Regions from separate parts of the Mus musculus genome. Here regions 1 and 2 are each linked to region 3. The links are chromatin contacts, called in public HiChIP or PLAC-seq and Micro-C maps. All regions are on one chromosome and are shown on one strand. Each heading gives the region's core, a stretch centred on a gene start, on an enhancer-like site or on the middle of the called end of the contact. The rest is flanking DNA. Distances are from core to core; before and after follow the strand shown.

Region 1 (3,231 bases), core at 722-3,221, 160 kb after region 3:
TTATGCCTGTGTGTGGTGTATATCCATGCTTGTGGGGGAAATATGTATTCATGCTTACATGTGGGTATATATATATATTCATGCTTGTGTGGGGGTATATATTAGTTCATTTGTGGGGGTGTTTGTCTGTGTGTAGGGGTATGAGTAGGGAGTGTGTGTGTGTTGGGGTGCCTGTGTGTGGAGATGTGTTTCTGTGGGTAAGTGTGCATGTGTGTGCCTGTGCGGGTGTGTGTCTGTAGGCATCTGCATGTGTGGGGTACACGTGCCTTATGTCATGTGTGCACACATGTCAGATGCATATTTGTGCATGTGCCTGTGGCTGTATGTTTCTGTGGAGGGGTTCTTATGTGGAATATATTGTGGGGTTTGTGCATGTGTGTGAGGTGTGGTTGTGGGGGGTGCGTGTGTGTGGGATGTGGTTGCAGGAATGTGTGTGCCTCTGTGGGGTGTTGTAGGGGTGTGTGCATGTGGGGGGTGTGGTTGTAGGGGAATATGTCTGTGGAGGGTGTGGTTGTAGGGGTGTGTGTCTGTGGGGAGTGCATGTGGGAGGTGTCCATGTGGTGGTGGCAATGACTCTTGTGGTCTGGGATAGAAGTGGTGGGAGCAGACAGACTGACAGGGACTTGGGATAATGAATGGCCTTGGAAAGAGGCCCACCTGCATCAGACACTCCTGGCAGGTTCTGTACTTGGCGTCTGCCTGGCTCCTGGCAGAGGAGGCCAGGTGAAGGGCTGGGGAGACCCGGGACACTCCAGGCTTCTCCTCCCCTCCCCTCCTCTCCCCTCCACGCATGGCTGGGACCACAGGTGTGGCCTGGAAGGTGACCTCTCCAACATAACTGTCCATAGCCAGCCCCATCCTAGGGACTGATAAACACTGCGTCTAGATCCCTTCACCCCTTGACTAATAGAATAGTAGCCAGACCAGGGCCAGAGCATCCGCCTTTCACCTTGGTGGAGGGGGCCTGATGGTGGTGGCTTCCAGCTGCACTTGCAAGAACCCCTTGTGTTCAGGAGGGTGCTCACCGGCTGTCTTTCCGCCTGTGTTTGCCCTCAGGTGTTCTTACTCCCTGCTCTTGTTTGCTTTGTGGTCTTAGGCAAGTCACCAAACCTCTCTGGTCTCTCCCCAGAATGATCCTTTCTTACCAGTGTAGGGACCTCTCTGAGCCCCTCCCATGCCCAGGCACCAGCAGCCGTGGGGTGGGGGCTCTCAGCTTCCTGGGAAGTTTAGAAATGTGGGTGTCTGTGCCGTCACTATCGGAACTGTTCTGTAGCTTGTACAGGAAGGACTGGAAACTGCATGATAGCGACCGGGGAAACTGAGGCCTGGGCCTAGCGCCCTGAATGTTCCTCCTTTACAGAATCCTGGGGCCGGGCCAGCAATGAAGCATGACCCCTAAGCTGTTGGCTCCGCTTGCCCTTGACCCTGAGAGGGGATGGGAGAGGCTGAAGATGCCAGCCCCGCCCCCCTTCGCAGCTGCCTCGGAGGCCTGGAGCCTGGCGTCTGGACCGGGGAGGCCCCAGAGCCACTGCAAATCTGGTCCAGCTGGGGGATTAGAGGCATCTGGCTCGGTTACACCAGAGAAACAAAGGCGGCTGCAGCCTTTATCTAGGGGAAGTGGGGGGTTGCCCGTGTGCCTTGCGGGGGACCTAGACAGACCTCGGACATGGACCCAGCTGGCCCCATGCACCCCAGGTCCCCAAGAGGTAACCGCATACCTCTGGAAGGGGGCGTGCAAGGAGAGGTGGGGACAGGATGGGGCCTCTGCTCGCAGCTGGCTCTGCTGGAAGAACAGGGACACCCCCACCTCCCCAGGCCAGGAAACATCCAATAAAACAGTCTTCATCGGCCCACCCCGCCCTCCAGATTGCAAAGGGCGTGGTCTTGAGAGAGGAGGGGCGTGGTCCCACAGCAGCCAAGGCCAAGGCCGTGGGGTGCGGTTCTGGGCGTGGGCAGCCCCCTGGCCCTCTCCCAGACCACGCCCCGACCACGCCTCTTCCCCAGCGCGGTGCCAGGCGTTGAGGCGCCGCCGGTGCGCGGCTTGCTGGAGCCAGGCGCTGACCTTATTAGCGCGGGGCAGCTGCTTGTGAGGCACATCTGGCGGCGCTGGCCTGGCGCTACCTTCCAGGAATGCTGGCAGCATCTGGGGCCGCCGGCGCCCCCTCCGGCGCCGGCCCGGGCCGCGGCCCCCGGATTTCCCGGCCCCTCCCGGCTCCTCCTGGCCTGGGGCCTGCCAGGGGCTGGGCCTGTAAGAGGGCTACTCTCCCTGGATGTTGCGAGACTCCCCCACCCCCGCGAACCCCGTAGCAGATAGTGGGGAAACTGAGGCTTGAGAGGGAGACAGTGCCTGATCCGTGGCTTGTTGTCACCCGCATATCCTATGCGTGGCTCTTTGAGGACATGTTCTGGCCCAGGGCGGAGCAATGATGAAGAAAGGAAGAAGCGTGACCCACACCCACCAACTGCTCCTGGGACTCTGGAGGCCACCATCTGTGTTCCTGGACCAGACCCTGTTCCTTCCTAGCTTTATGACTTGGCCCTGTGAGCTCACTGAGCCCAGACCCTGTCCCTTCCTAGCTGTGTGACCTGGTTCTGTGATCTTACCTCCCAGGGTCTTGAAGCGTCACTGGTTGGGTGAGAACCGAGTGCAGCTTACAAGCTGCACAGGGGGCGCTCACAGCCACGTGTGGAGGCCAGGGCTTTGGGCCAGGCAAGACGAGCGAGCAAGACAGCTACAGTGTTTCAGATCAGAGATCCCACGAGTACCCAGACCTGGGTCAGGGAGCCCCACAGCGCTTAGTCACCAGAACCACTTGTGGAAGCCAAAACTTTGGGGTGGGACAGCGGAATACTTGAAGGTTCGGGAGAAGATTTGCTGAGGAGAGTTCAGGCTCTTTGAGCCTTGAGACCCCAAGGGAGCGACTACCCTGTAACTTTAACTATGCAGTACTGAGATCTGGAATACTGAGAGTCCCCTACTCCTTGGGGATCCTGAAGTGTCTCTTCCCTCCTCCTGACAGACTTTTCTGGAGACAGCTTGAAAGAGCAGTCACTAGGCCCTGGGAAGAGGGGGCAGAAGACCTGGTTCCAAGTCGAGGAATAGCGAAGCTGGTGCGGCCCGCTGCACACTGTAGGGCTGCCTCTGAGGCTGGAGGGTGGATGAGGCTGGACTCCTAGGAAGGGAGTTGGGAAAGAACACTAAGTTGTTCAAATGCTCGCCTGTAAGGGCAG
Region 2 (3,292 bases), core at 715-3,214, 220 kb after region 3:
GATTCTAGGAAGGAACTCTACCAGTGAAGCCGACTCCACTCTTTTTTTTTTTTTTTTTTTTTTTTTCTGGGATAGGGTCTTGTTAAATTTCTCAGGCTGGCCTTGAACTTGTGCCTGCCTCAGTCCCTTAGAGTAGCTGCATTGACAAGCCTGCGCTACTCTGCTGGACCAGGGAGCACCAGACACTGGTTCCCCTGGCAGATCTGCTTTTGCCTTCAGCCTTCTTTTCTGTCCAGGTCCTCAAGGGATTGTGATCATGGATGTCTTTTTATTTGGTGAGAAACAGGGTGAGACGATTTCTGCTGGCACGCACTTAGCCTGCCGTGGCTCTCCACCAGAAATCGAATACTATGATCCATTTTGGGGGGGGGGGGCAGTATTTTTAAGTCCACTTTAAAAAAAATCGTATTAATTTTTACAGGAGTAGAAAGATGGGCTGCCTGTTCTACATAACATCTTTTATTCAAAAAATGCTGTCCTAGAAATCAAGACTGTCCCAGCTTATGTGGCAAATGGCTGCCATTGGCCTATCATTCCTACTGGGGAGAGGCAGGAACCTCCAGCAAGTGATCTAGCATCTCTGTTTCTTGGTCGCCCTGTGCATGCAATGGAGGTCACTTCTAGAACTGAATAAGGGCGTGGCACCCAGATACTGTGGGGGGTCCAGTCATCTGAAGCTGATCTTGCCTGGCCATCTTGCCTCCAGCCTCCTATGTGCTGCCGACCACAGAACAGCCCATGCTCCATTGTTCACAGACCTGCAGTGGGGTGGGTGGGGTGGGTGAGGCTAGGTGGGACCACCTGTGGAGGCCTCTGCCTGGGGCTGGAAGAACCGCTTCCAAGATGGCAGAGTGGCTAGCAACATGGTGGGGCCTCTTGCCAACTTGTTCTATGGCTTGTGGGTCTGGTTTACTCTTCCTGCCTCCTCCCTCTAGGCAGTTGGGGTTCCTGGTTTGTGGAGCCCCAGAACCAAAGTCATCACAGTCAAGAGCCAGATACAGAAGTCACAACATTAGCCCCTTCCTCTTCCAGACACTGTGCCGTCTGTGCCATTGCCCTAGAAAGTTCTGGAAGGGTACACGGGACGGGAATTTCTTTTTTTTCTTTTTTTCTTTTTCTTTTCTTTTTTTTTTTTTTTTTTTTTTGTGGTGGTGGGGTTTCAAGACAGGGTTTCTCTGTATAGCCCTGGCTGTCCTGGAACTCACTTTGTAGACCAGACTGGCCTCAAACTCAGAAATCTGCCTGCCTCTGCCTCCCAAGTGCTGGGACTAAAGGCATGCGCCACCACACCCACCCAGATGGGACAGGATTCTGACTAGCTTGGTCTGGCTCACATTTCCTTTGTTCTTTCCCTGTGAGCCCAGGGGTCAAGGTTGGATGGCTAGGTGCAGGTTCTCTGATCCTGGCCATTCTTCCTGTCATTCTACGAATTTACAGAATGTGGGTCACTCACTCACCCTCTGGGTTGACGTTGAGGAAGGATGGCATCCTGAGAAGGTGCCCAGTTGTTTGTTGTCACCTAGCTGGGGTCACTGGCCACACTTGGGTCCAGTGGCTGTGATTAGAGGGATCCCCAGATTTTCGGTCTCCCTTTTATGATGACTGCACAGGGTGACTCTCAGCAAAAAACTGACTCTTAGTTTGTGCTTGACTGCTCTTAGCTGAAGGGTGTCCAGTGGCCAGGGTCTTTGCTTGCCTGAGCAGGAGGCACTAGAATGCTCTTGCCCAGGAAGGGGAAGGCCTGGGGAACCTTGTGGCCTGGGAAGGGAGAGAGAGGCTAGCGGAGGGAAGAGGGAGGGGGAGGATTGCAGGAAGGGAGGCCTCCCCTCCACCCACCTTCCTGAGGTACCCCCACTGCAGGAAGAACCAGCCGAGTCAGATAAAGGCCCAGCAGGGGCCAGAGGAGGCTTTCCCACAAAGGAAGCTGAGAGGAGGCCTTTCTCTCTTGCCTCCGCACTCCAAGGGCCTTTCAAGCTATTCAACGCCTCCAAATGGGTGGGCGGGGCCTCTGCCTCCCAAGCAGCCCCAAGGCACATCCATTTATTTAAAAGGAAAAAAAAAAAAAAACCCACACACATCTTGTTCTAGAATATTCTGCCACAGAGTGCCTTTTTTTTCCTCTCTGGGTCCTGCTGTGTCTGGGAGGAGGGGAGCTTGAGACCTGAAAGCTGCCCTGTGGTAGCTGTCCCTTGTTGGAGTCAACAGCTCCCTCCGGGGACCTCCTGTAGCTGATTGGATGAGTTCTGCCCCAGACTGCCCAGTGCTCCTAGCTGTTGCCACCCCCAGCTTGTGGGGGGGAGGAACGGTTGTTCCAGGCTGTAGAATTAGCTTGTGCCCTCTGGTCTGCAGCCCCTGAGTATTGCATGTTTTAGTGGCCTCTGCCCCCTGCCTGAGTCCCGAGGGACAGCCCTCCCTTAAGTATGGAGATGTTGCCAGCTCTGAGATTGGCCAGCCCCACCCGCTAAGGAGGTTTCATTTCCCCTAACACGGACCTGGCAGTGCCATCAGTCTGGAGCGAGGTATCACGCTTGACCCAGGCCTGGAGTCTGTGGGCTCCAGGGTCCTGGCGGGGCTCAGTAAGAAGCCCTGGGGGCACTGCTAGCCTGGTGAGGCAGGAGTGGCTGGCGGTGCCAGGCTCATTAGCCCGCCTGCAGAGGGGATTAGGGAGCCAGCCCGCCGGGCTGCAGTTATTAAAGGCTCCGTGCTAGGTAAACACCAGGCGCTTCCTTACAGAGCCGCACCTGCTAATTAGAGGGCAAGGAGCTTATTAAAACAGTAACTCTGGGGAATGCCCAGCAAGGAGGAGGGAAGAGTGACGTTTGGGGACAGAGGGCAGGAGGCTGGGGCAGAGGGGGTAGGAGGTGGGAGGGAGACCCTCCCTCTCTGGAGGCTGAAGATATAGAAGCCCCTGCTTTCTCCATCTCTCCCCAGGCTGTTGGCTTTTGGGACCCATGTGTCCTTCCCGGTGACAGTGATTGTGGGTTACATACGATGTCCAAAGGCCATCTGTGTGAGGTCGGGCAGGGCCCCCCCGTATCCATGTCCGGATCCCCAGGGCCGCGAGAAGGACAGTGTGCAGATGGCCCACAAGATTACACTGGGCTGGTGAGGTGGGGGGAGGGGTGGAGACAAAGGGGAGGCGGCAGGCATAGAATGGAACTTCAGATCTGTGATAATGGACTTGTGGGGTGGGAGAGGCAGCCACTGGGGACAATCCTCTCTGGAAGCCAAGACGATAAAGCAGGTGACCCCCCGGGCAGTGGGGAGGCCAGCCCTGCCAAGCCTGAGATTT
Region 3 (3,072 bases), core at 52-2,551:
GCAGGGCAAATGCCACTAAATCTCATGAGGAGAAGTAGAGTTCCTCAATATGGAATGGGATCCCTTAGTGACTACATTTGTCTTCAGTGCTCCCCAACAGCTGTCTAGGTGAGGTCAGGGTTACAGAACTTGGTACCTAGTGCCATCTTCCTTCTCTGAAACAGGGGAGGGTTCCTTTAGCCCCGGCACTGTCCCCTCACATTCTACAACTTTTCTGAGCCTTATCTATAGTCTGTTGGACTCTGTTCAGAGCAGCTGTCCTTAGTGTCCACACAAGGATGAGGGCTAGCACCCACCCTTTCCCTCCAGAGCTGGCACCAAGTTCTCACACGCAGACGTCTAGGTGTGAGACCTTCTCCTGGGGTGGCCACGTGTCCCTAAACTTTCCAAGAACTTTAGCTCCCAGCCTTTCCTAAGGCTCTCTTAAACTTTCCCAAGAAGCCTTAGTTGGACAGATCTTCCCATCTGTTGTCAGCAAAGGGCAGGTGCTCGGTTACCACCATCTATATCATCTTCCTGATTGGCAGAACTCCAGCCCCCTGCCTAACCCTCAGGACTTCAGAAAAATCCCAGAAGTTCGGCCTTGGTTTTCTTTAGTTTTCCTTTTCCTCCCTGGTGCTGGGCATGGGAGTCAGGACCTTGACCACTCAGAGGCAGTGACCCGCCCCTGAGCTCCACCCCCCAGCCTCTTTGTTATTTCTTTATTGAAGAGATGTGGGAGAAGCTGAATGGCTGGACGTTGTGCTTACTCCTATTTATGAAAAGAGCCAAATCTACTGGCCTCTTAAAGACACGCCTTTCGGAAGACAAACGGGACTCAGCTGGCCACTCGCGCCTTCAAAGGCGTGTGGGTCCACGGGACCTACGCTGGGACTCTGCTACCCCAGGCCAGACCAGCCTCGAGGGTCACCTTCCTCTCCCAAACCACTTTTGCGCGCAAAAACGCCGCGACCTAGTCATCCTCTGCTGGAACTCTGTTCCTGAGCGAACCCGCGCGGCTGTCGGGAGGCGCAGGGACTAAGGGGCGCTCCCGCGCCTGCGTACAGGAGCTGAGCGAGGCCCGGCGCTCCCAGCAAAAGTGACAGCTCGCGAGTCACGTGGTGCTCTGGAGGCGTGGCTCCCGGCTTGCTCCAGAGAACTCGTACGTCACGCGGGGGAGGAGGGTGGGACTGGGCGTGGCGCCCCCTGTTGACTGACAACTCTCTCCGCGACACATCCAAAGGGCCCGACTGCTCGCGCGTCACGTGCACCTAAAGGGGCGGGGCGCTCCCGCTGACTGACAGCCCGCTCCGCCGCGCCTCAGAAGGACCCGGCACGGCTGGTCGCGCGGTGCATCCGCGGCAGCTGCAGACCCGACGGCGTCCTGCCCGCCCCCCTGCCCGGTCCCGCGGGCCGCCGCGGCGAGAGGGCCTCGGGCTGCGGTGCTGCGCTCGCGAGGGGCTGTGCGGCGTGGCTGCGCCGGGACCGGTGAGGAGGGGTCGCTGGCGGCGTGGGCGGGTCGGCTGGACGGCCGGTGCGGCGGGCAGGGCTGTCATTCTGCTGGTCTCAGTGGAGGGCCGCGAGCTGCTCAGAGGCCACGACCGCGCCGGAGCGGGCTGGGAAGGCTCGGACCCCGAGGCCGCTTCTAGGATTTGGGAAGACTCGGACCCAGTCATGCACGGGTCTGCGCTCGCCCGGAGTTGCAGGGTTGATGAGACGTGGGAAGGTGACAAGGGGAGGAGGAAGCAGGCTCGGCGGTCCAGTCCAGTGCCGCACACGGGTGCGACCTACGGAGTGAGCGGGAGCGCGGCTCTGCCGGCGCAGGTGCGCTGGCACGGGCTGGGCCCCCGACGTGGAGCTGTCCCGGTGGTGAGTCAGAGGTAGAGGTGAGCTGGCAGCTGGCAGGCCGGGCTACCCTCGCCCCAGCTGGGATCCAGCCTGTAACCCGATGCTGAGGTTCTGATTCATTCCCTTCGATCTGCCTCCCTCCCAAATCCTGAAAGCAGGACAGCGACACAGCATGAACCCCAAGACAGGGCAAAGAGGCTCGGGCATTAGTGAGCCGCATCCCTTCCCTCTTTTCCACACTGTGGTCAGAAGTAGGGATGTTTAGGCCTTTGAGGACCAAGATGGCAGATAAGCTGTTTTGACGGGCTCCGTGGAAAAAGTTGACACCTGGGATTTTCTTTTCCCCTCAAACACTGGTGATTTCTGGTTGGTGATGATGAGCTAGCTCAGTCTCTGTTGCAATCCAGAAGTTTCTTGGGATGGTTGTCTTTTGGATGGTCTGTGTCAGCTCATGTGGAGTGGACTCCTATCTCTTGAGAATGTCACAAGTATACGCGCATCACAAATCTTAAAGAAATTGAAGTGAGTTATCTCCGCAGATGCTAAATGCATTCTATCTTCATGGCAATGTTTGTTTCTTCCAAGGTAAGTGGTTTTAGAATAACCCCAAATGGCGCTGAGGGAGCTTCTCTGAGGACAGCCTCCCAACCCCCTGCGCCCCTAGAGAGCTATTGAGTGGGCAAGTCATGTGAATACCCCGGCTTTCTTTCCTTTTCTCCCTTCTTCGTCTTCCTTTCACAAGCGGAAAGTCATCGAGTTAAAAGGAAACGTCAAGGGGCTGAAGAGACGGTTCAGCCAGCCCTTGAGAGCATATTCTGATCTTTGAGAGCTCCAGAGTTCAGTTCCCAGCACCCACCTCAGGGGGCTCCCAGCCACCTGTAACCCTAGCCTCACAGAATCTGATGCTCTTTTCTCGCCTCCTCAAGCCCCTAGTCACACGCATACAAAAAAGTTAAACAATAAAAACAACTAAAAAATGAAATTTCAAAAGCCAGATGCAATGGTATAGACTTGTACTTACTATTAGTACTCCAGAAGCGGAGAAAAGAGTGTCATGGGTTCAAGGTCACCCTGGGCGGTATAACAAGACCACGTCTAAAGAGAGGAATGGAAAGCTGAATGACACCCCACTTCAGGATGACAATAGGAGAATGACTTCTCCTGTCACTCGGTTCTCTTGCTTTGGTAGCTTCCAGAGTACTTTCAACAGGATCTCCTTGTTCATCTCCACCATTAATTTGGGAG

Evidence for each region. Hi-C and Micro-C count contacts between places; a contact is called where the count stands out from the background. HiChIP or PLAC-seq counts read pairs in DNA pulled down with a chosen protein or histone mark.
Region 1: a contact with region 3 is called in a FOXA1 HiChIP or PLAC-seq map of pancreatic cancer cells. The contact joins the enhancer-like site here to the promoter of 6430548M08Rik in region 3. A contact is called at or near these places in 1 of 39 promoter capture datasets (liver), 5 of 484 Hi-C or Micro-C datasets (the HL-1 cell line, the N1E-115 cell line, embryonic stem cells and 2 more), 2 of 115 datasets of contacts at active chromatin or transcription factors (embryonic stem cells and pancreatic cancer cells) and 2 of 9 other capture datasets (adipose tissue and pancreatic islet).
Region 2: a contact with region 3 is called in a Micro-C map of embryonic stem cells, with 2.9 times the contacts expected there. The contact joins the enhancer-like site here to the promoter of 6430548M08Rik in region 3. A contact is called at or near these places in 1 of 39 promoter capture datasets (liver), 1 of 484 Hi-C or Micro-C datasets (embryonic stem cells) and 2 of 115 datasets of contacts at active chromatin or transcription factors (microglia and pancreatic cancer cells).

Annotation. Positions count from the first base shown.
Region 1 is chr8:120,274,635-120,277,865 of GRCm38.p6, forward strand. It overlaps a transcript of Gse1 not described here. Among named protein-coding and RNA genes, the nearest start is that of A330074K22Rik, 48 kb to the left of the region's middle. Within about 2 kb of position 1,972, at least 278 of the 459 cell types and tissues checked have an H3K27ac peak or open chromatin away from gene starts, as enhancers often do. A contact at or near this core is called in the HL-1 cell line, the N1E-115 cell line, embryonic stem cells and 4 more, where this site is marked.
Region 2 is chr8:120,333,122-120,336,413 of GRCm38.p6, forward strand. Gm32968 (a long non-coding RNA gene) reads left to right here. Exons shown (of 3, transcript XR_388103.3): 2 at 2,932-3,105. It also overlaps a transcript of Gse1 not described here. Among named protein-coding and RNA genes, the nearest start is that of Gm32968, 7.1 kb to the left of the region's middle. Within about 2 kb of position 1,965, at least 170 of the 459 cell types and tissues checked have an H3K27ac peak or open chromatin away from gene starts, as enhancers often do. A contact at or near this core is called in embryonic stem cells, where this site is marked.
Region 3 is chr8:120,112,851-120,115,922 of GRCm38.p6, forward strand. It overlaps 6430548M08Rik (RIKEN cDNA 6430548M08 gene), which reads left to right and starts at 1,302. Exons shown (of 13, transcript NM_172286.4): 1 at 1,302-1,467.